2 separate regions of the Gossypium arboreum genome follow, and region 2 is linked to region 1. A link is a contact called in public Hi-C data. All regions are on one chromosome and are shown on one strand. Each heading gives the region's core, a stretch centred on a gene start, on an enhancer-like site or on the middle of the called end of the contact. The rest is flanking DNA. Distances are from core to core; before and after follow the strand shown.

What was found. Hi-C and Micro-C count contacts between places; a contact is called where the count stands out from the background.
Region 2: a Hi-C map of leaf shows a contact between it and region 1, with 8 times the contacts expected there. The contact joins the promoter of LOC108459346 here to the promoter of LOC108466591 in region 1. A contact is called at or near these places in 3 of 5 Hi-C or Micro-C datasets (all in leaf).

The regions. Positions count from the first base shown.
Region 1 is chr2:66,310,139-66,313,771 of ASM2569848v2, forward strand. It overlaps LOC108466591, which reads right to left and starts at 1,778. Exons shown (of 3, transcript XM_017766974.2): 1 at 1,296-1,778; 2 at 408-485; 3 at 1-202. The coding sequence starts at 1,470.
Region 2 is chr2:66,544,319-66,547,951 of ASM2569848v2, forward strand. It overlaps LOC108459346 (non-specific lipid transfer protein GPI-anchored 1), which reads left to right and starts at 1,638. Exons shown (of 2, transcript XM_017758705.2): 1 at 1,638-2,292; 2 at 2,376-2,816. The coding sequence starts at 1,953. The coding sequence ends at 2,602. LOC108458181 (YTH domain-containing protein ECT2-like) reads right to left here. Exons shown (of 8, transcript XM_053024888.1): 8 at 3,147-3,633.

The DNA of each region.
Region 1 (3,633 bases), core at 528-3,027:
GGGAGGTGTCTCCTGTATGGTGTCGCTTTACTACTTCCAGCAGCTGAGTTTCCATCATCATCACTATCCAAGCTCTCACGAAATAACTCGATTAGTTGCTTCTTTGTATCAGTTGGAGACTCCCCATGTGCATCCACCGCACCCTCCATCGAATGGTTGCTTTTCTGGTGGTTTGGACTGTTCCCCGAAGAAGAGGCGGAATCTGTATGAAAACAAGCATTACTCCAACTCAAAACCACTTACAAAAACCCTGCCGCCACTATGTTACTCGGACTGTGAGAGTCCAATGTGAGTGTCTGACACGAGCGTGTGTAGTTTTTTCATATATTTTGAGGATCATACTTCATATCCATATGCAATGTTTGATTCAACTATAGAGGGGAAACATAGTTAGGGGAGACTCTCACCACCATTGGCACTGAAGAAATCTTCAAAGTCAGATTCTAACGAAGGTTGTGAATCAAAAAAGCTCTCCTCTGTGTTACCTGGAGAGAAATTATAGGCACACTTAATTACACATGCTAAACATGACCCAATTTTACATAATGCATTTATGGAGCAAAATATCCACACCATCTTGAATCCTGCAAAGAAATTGCCATTGCATGCATGATTAATCATGCAGCACTGAATTAGGTTTTTGATTAATCATGCCATTACACTTTGCTTCATACATCAGCATATCTTGTAAAATGAGTAAACCTCAAATAGTTCATTATTCTAGGAACATGTGCCTGCAGGAGAATATTTGATATTCCAGTGATAACGTATACAATAAGAAAAAAAAGGGCCATTTGACTGAAAGATCACAGAACATACTATAGTTGCTGACAAAATTAGAGATGATTTACATAAGATAATCTTGTTTGAGTATTTACTTAAGAGCAAAGGGACAAGTAGGTGAGGACTTGGGATTCTCAACTTCATATCACTCCTCTATTTCTTGGTTAGCTGTTAGGACAGTAACTTTCAACTCTGAAAAAAGACACAAAAATAGGAAGATGCCATGAATAAACACTGTTTCCCTTGTTTGTAATGAGAAAAAACACCAAAATATCTAATTTGGCTAATGTGAGTGGTCCAAAGCCAAAGGGTTCTGAGCGAAATAGTAAAGGACTGTCCCGATCAATCAAGCAGATTGCAGTCAGTCCAATGACCCAAGAACAAATAGAGTTTCCAACTTTTATTTTATATATATCTGACAAATGAGATCAAACAAATGCAGTAATTTAAAACCTGAAGTGAGGGTAACCCATGATGATAAAGGAATGAAGAAAGGCAAGTTAGAAACATACCCATCTCTTGTAAACTAGTTTCTTGTTCCATAGATGAAGGCTGAAGCCTGGAATCGTATCCAACAATTGAGGGCTCCCTTCTAACATTGTTCTCCTTAATGGGTGATTGAATTCGGGCACTAAGATCAATGTCTGCAGGATCTTTATTCTTGTAAACTGTAACACAATTCCCCATGTCTTTTTTTTTTCTCTTCCTCTACTCAATCATGAGACAAAAGAGAGCACTTTAACTAAGCTGTTTCCTTCGATGCAAGGAAACAAGGAAATGGGTTTTAATATTAAGCTTTAAGCTTGAATTCATTCACTCAACCAAATTGTAAGGGGGGACTTGGGAGTTGATTGGTCTTGAGAGCAAAGTAATGGCACTTGCAGGCATGGGTCCATATTCAATGACCCCTTTATTTACTACTTTGCATACTGTTTATCTTTGTTTGATTGGTATCTTCTCTTTCTTGCTATACTTCTGGAAAAGCATTAAAAGTCTGCTCGGCTCCATTATATTCCTCTTTTCCATTTATTAAAATTTTCCTTTTCCCCATTCAAAATTTTCTCACCGTTCTCTTATTATTATTATTATTATTATTATTATTTTATTTTAACTTTGTATTCAACATTCAGTATATATACTGTATGTCAAAATAGAAGCGTAGAACACAAAAGCTAAAAAATTCGACACTTGCTTGCTTCATTTAAGTTTTAAACTCCACACTCGAAAGTTTTAGTGTTTTGAATTATTTAACATTGTTCTTTTTCTCTATCAAAGAAAAAAAAAATTCAAACCTAGTAGACTGGTTACAATTAATAATACAAATTCTAATACTATACAAACTTAGTGGTTTGTGGCATTAACAAAAAGAAAAGAGAAGAGAAGAGAAAAGCAAAAGCAAGTGTTAGCGTAATTAACTATTTGTGAGCTGACCTAATATTGGGCTACAATGATGAAGGCTGAGGTCCACCAGAAATTAATTGTTTGCGACTTTAGTTATGATGAAGAATCCGATGGTTTTCTTGCATGTCTTGTCTCTTTCGGGCGGTTGCATTTGTCCGTGCAAACATTAAATCCTTTCGTTTGACAAAATTCTACTGAAATGAAACATGCAACAAACTGCCAAATTCACAGACTAAGTATCCTACATGATATTCTTCACCATATTTTGTTTTTTTTCATGAGTTCCATTGGATAAAGATGTACTTATGGAACAGTTGTATTCATCCCGTTTATATTTCAGTTTATAAAAGAAATAATGGTAAATGAATTTCGATGATACAATAAAATCTAATGATTGTTAATATTTTGTATTGATGAAAATAATTCATCGAACATTGAGTGGGGGAATAACAAAAGTATCAAGTTCTATAAGGAATTTTTGCAGTAATTCTTTACAGAATAAACTTTGAAAATTAAAAGATGGAAGGGAATAAAAACTTTTTGTTTATGAGTTTGTGTTGTGTCTTGATTAGGGGCAAATTCAGGGGGCTGGTAGGGGCCCCGATCCCCCCTAAAATAGAAAATTTTCTATTTAGGGCCTTTAAAATTTTTAAAATTTTAAATTAGTAAAGGTAAAATTACACTTTGCCCCCCTAAAAATGATAAAATTTTAATTTAATCATTTAAAAATTATAAAAATATAAATTATTCAAATGGTGAAATTGTATTTTTACTATCATAAAAATTACAATTTAATTTCGCCCCCTAAAAAAATTTTCTAGCTTCGCCCCTGTTCTTAATGTATCTTTGCATTTTTAGTATGTAATGTAAATCAAAATTCCTTTCATTTAGAAGTTGAAACAAAATAACCAATGAGTATGGAAGTCCCATCGATTGTTTCGATATATGTATTTCTTACGGGAAATGAATGAAGAGAGGCTTCTTGGGTTGTTTGATTGCCTCTTGAACAACTTCTCCCTAGATAGAGAACTTGTTTTATGGCAAAGAGGTAACAATGAATGTGGACTACAACAAGTACATCTTCATAGAGTTGAAGTTTGAGAGGACAATTGATTTTCCTATTGAGTGGACACGCCATTCTACTAGGAAATGCTATTACCACCCGCATTTACAAGATGTCCTTGGGGGTTCATGCGAGCATAAAATGATAAACTGGAAGGGGATATTGGTGATCCCTCTTGAGATCACTTTCAAAAGTGTCTTCAAGATGGTTTTCAAAACAATAGGAATATGCCCTTATCGTCCTATGCTTCTCCTTTTTACATCAAGTATGGGATAGCCAAGTGTCTTCAGGGGGTGACCTCAGAGACTATCTACTATATTATTAAGTTTTTCCACCTACTGTATTAGCTTACTCGACGAAGTCTCTGCATCTGGTTACTATTTGGC
Region 2 (3,633 bases), core at 388-2,887, 230 kb after region 1:
TGCTTTGAAAAGTTCTGAAATATACATGGTTTCAAATTTATATAGTCTAACATGAAATTAATTATACTAGAATAAGATTTTAATTTTTAATTTTTAATTTAACTAAAATAATTTTACTCGATTCAGTTTGACTTGACTTGAATTTCATTTTACTCGACTTAATTGAAAAATTCAAATCAAATTAAAATAATAAAATAAGACTTATCAACTCAATTAATTTAAAAATTTTCACTCGATTCAATATAATGCTTATACTTAATCCTATTAACTCATCTATCATGTTAAGATAAGATTTATCTCTTTCGTTAAGGCCATTGAACTTATAAAACAGAAAGGACACTCACCTCATCCATTTTCAATAATGGGAGCTTATAAATGAGACTGACCTACATTTTGATCCTAGGGTAATTACCCTTTACTTTCCACCCTATACATAAATGTGTCATTTTTGTTTTATCCCCGTAGACATCAGAATCAGTGTGTTTTAATATTATCATTTTGAATTTATTTGTATTTTAAAAAATTCTTTTATATATAAATATAGCTCAATTGCATATATATACATATATATACAATTATTTGTATAAAAATATTAATTATGTTTAATAATTAATTAAGTGATTATATTTTAATTTTAATGTTATATAAAAAGTAAAATAATTAAGATACAAAATTAAATTTTAATTTAAAATATTAAAATTTTATACTAACATATATGAATCAGTATAACCATTACAAATAAAAATTTACACAGATAAAAAACCAAACATAATTGTTTCCATTTATTATTGGAACAGGATGTTTGATTATATCTATCATATTTAAAATATTATATATCTATAAAAATCTTATTATATTATTATATAATTTTATTATATTTATATTTGTACATATTAATTCAGATTATTTTTACCTAGTTCGATCCTTCAACAATAAATACACATGAATTAACGGTTGATATCAAGATTTTAACAATATTATCAAAGATTTGGCAAGATTCGAAAAATCAATTAATTAAATCAAAAAATTATGAAATTTAATCATTTAAATCAAAAAATTACAATTTTAATCATTGAAATGAAGTGTACTTACCATTTTTGGCAAAAATATCAAATGTTATTAACGACAATTCTGAATACCAATAGAAATTAAAGGACTGGGGAACAATTCAATAATGAAAGAAAAAGAATCAACAGTCCAAAGATTGAAAATATGGTGCAAGAATGAAAGAAAAAAAAAAGAATTTGAAAAATGGGCAAAGTGAAAACCAAAATAGGAGAAAGAATTGATTACATATCTAGGGTTAGTAAACCATAGGTGCGACACAAGTAGTTTACTCAAAATTGCCGAAAATAAAAAAAAAAAAAAAAATTGAAAAGATAGGCACTTAAATTTGGGTCTAGAAAAGTATTCTAGCACTTTAACCATAAAACCTATAATTCATTTCTTGTTTAATCTTAATTCTTAATCTTATTTATATATTTTAAGGTGGCAATAAATATTTGACTCAATTTAAATTAAGTATCCAGCTCCCAATTTTAAGCACACTAACCTATATAATTAATGAAGTTCCAATTTCCAAACCGCAAACGTTTAAAACTTTCCTATGTTAAAATAAAATTTCTAATTAATTTACCAACCAATTGTCACCACGGTTGGCTGCCCAGCGCAACCTCATTTAAACTCCTCTTTGTAAAACCAACAACTTGTCACTCCCTACCTTACTCTGCTTGCCGCCCAACTAATGAGAGGGGGCCTCCATTTATATCTTAACATCACCACAGCTGATTCCACATCAGGTGTGACATATCAACGCTCCACAAACAATCCTCTCTTTCCATTCAAATGCACATCATTAATACTAAACCCTAAAATTTCAGTCTTCCATAAATATACGCATTCATAGGTAGTTCCAAGATATTTTTGTGTGAAGAAGACTCTGAACTCAAACAATGGGAAAGGGTTGGGCAGTGAAGGTGATGATGATGAGTTTGGTGGTGGTGGTTGGTGCGGGTGATGAGAGTGGGTTAGCCAAAGAGTGCAGCAAAGATTTACAGAGCGTGATGACTTGTTTGAGCTTTGCGCAAGGGAAGATGGAGAAACCTTCAAAGGAGTGTTGCAGTTCGGTTTCGAGTATAAAAGAAGAAGAACCAAAGTGTTTGTGTTATATTCTTCAGCAGACCCAGGCATCCGGGGCTCAGAATCTTAAGAGCTTAGGCGTTCAGCAAGATAAGCTTCTTCAACTTCCTTCTGCTTGCCAGTTGAAGAACGCTAGCGTCACTGACTGCCCAAGTAAGTAGTAACCTCTCTTTTCTCTCCTTTTGCTTTGATATGTAATAAAATTAGTGCATGTTGTGTTTGGAATGAATGAATAGAGCTTCTTGGATTAGCACCAAACTCACCAGACGCGGCTATATTTACAAATTCTTCCTCAACACCGACGACGCCATCCACCGGGACACCGTCAAGTGCTTCAGAGAATGCTGATAATAACTCCGGTGGAACAAAGTTAGAAACTGCTCACTTGGTTGGTTTCACGTTACTGGTTGCATCGGCATCATTTTTGTATGCACTCCCACCGGGATTGGCTTCCCTGTTTTAGGCGGTGTGCATGCATGGGATGGGAGTGAACTAAAAATGCTTGAAATTCCTTTTGTTTTCGTGTTTTGTTTCAGCTGCACCTGCAACATGATTTTACCATTCTTGTACTTACTTTCTTAACTTCAATCATCATATTTAGGGGAGATGTTAACTCTAGGTACTTGTTTCATGATTTTTTTTTTTTAATAATAATTCGACTTGGGTGATTGTTTGAATATTCTGATACTTAGTATATTAGTACATATTCTGCGATTTACGGTGGTTAATTATTTTCGGATTAATATGTTCTAAATCTCTATTTTTTATATTTAGATTGAATGAATGTATAAACATATGTCATCCGTGATTGAGAAAGAAAAGAAAATGGATATCAACTATAGTATTTTGTTGGATTTTACTATGATTTTTCTAAATTAAAATGGTTTTAGTTCAATTTATTAATTTATAATAAATTCATAATTTTTAGATAAGTTATACCTAATCACTCAATTATCATAAATTTTCATTTTAATAAAAAAATTACCCACTATGGGTATATTAGCCGATTGAATTCCAACGTGGTTGGCCAGATCATATTTTTTATTTTCTATTTTGGATTTGTATAATATACATCTCTTTTTCTTTTTTCTTTTTGCTAATTTTAGTCACTAACATTTTACTATAAATCACTCTAAACCCTAGTCGCCGTTAGATCTACCGCCACCGTCGGAGTGTCAATCGGAGATCGCCGATCTATAGACTTCTGTCCCTATGGTTTAGATTTCCTTGAAAGATGCCCGAATCCTTCGAAAACCCAAGAAATGTTCGAAGCCAAAAATGCAAGTCGGCCGCTGGCAGCTGTCTGGTTGGCTTGGTTCCGAAGTGTGTTGCTCCTTTTGGTTGGAGCTACTCTTTCACTGTTCAGATCGTCAAACCACCTCCTAGATCTTGCTATTCGAACTTAAGATGCTTCATTTGTTTTTGCTTGTTTATTTCGTTTCTGACCTTTTTGGGGTTTTCAGTTTATGATTTGGGGCTTCCAAAACAAGGAGC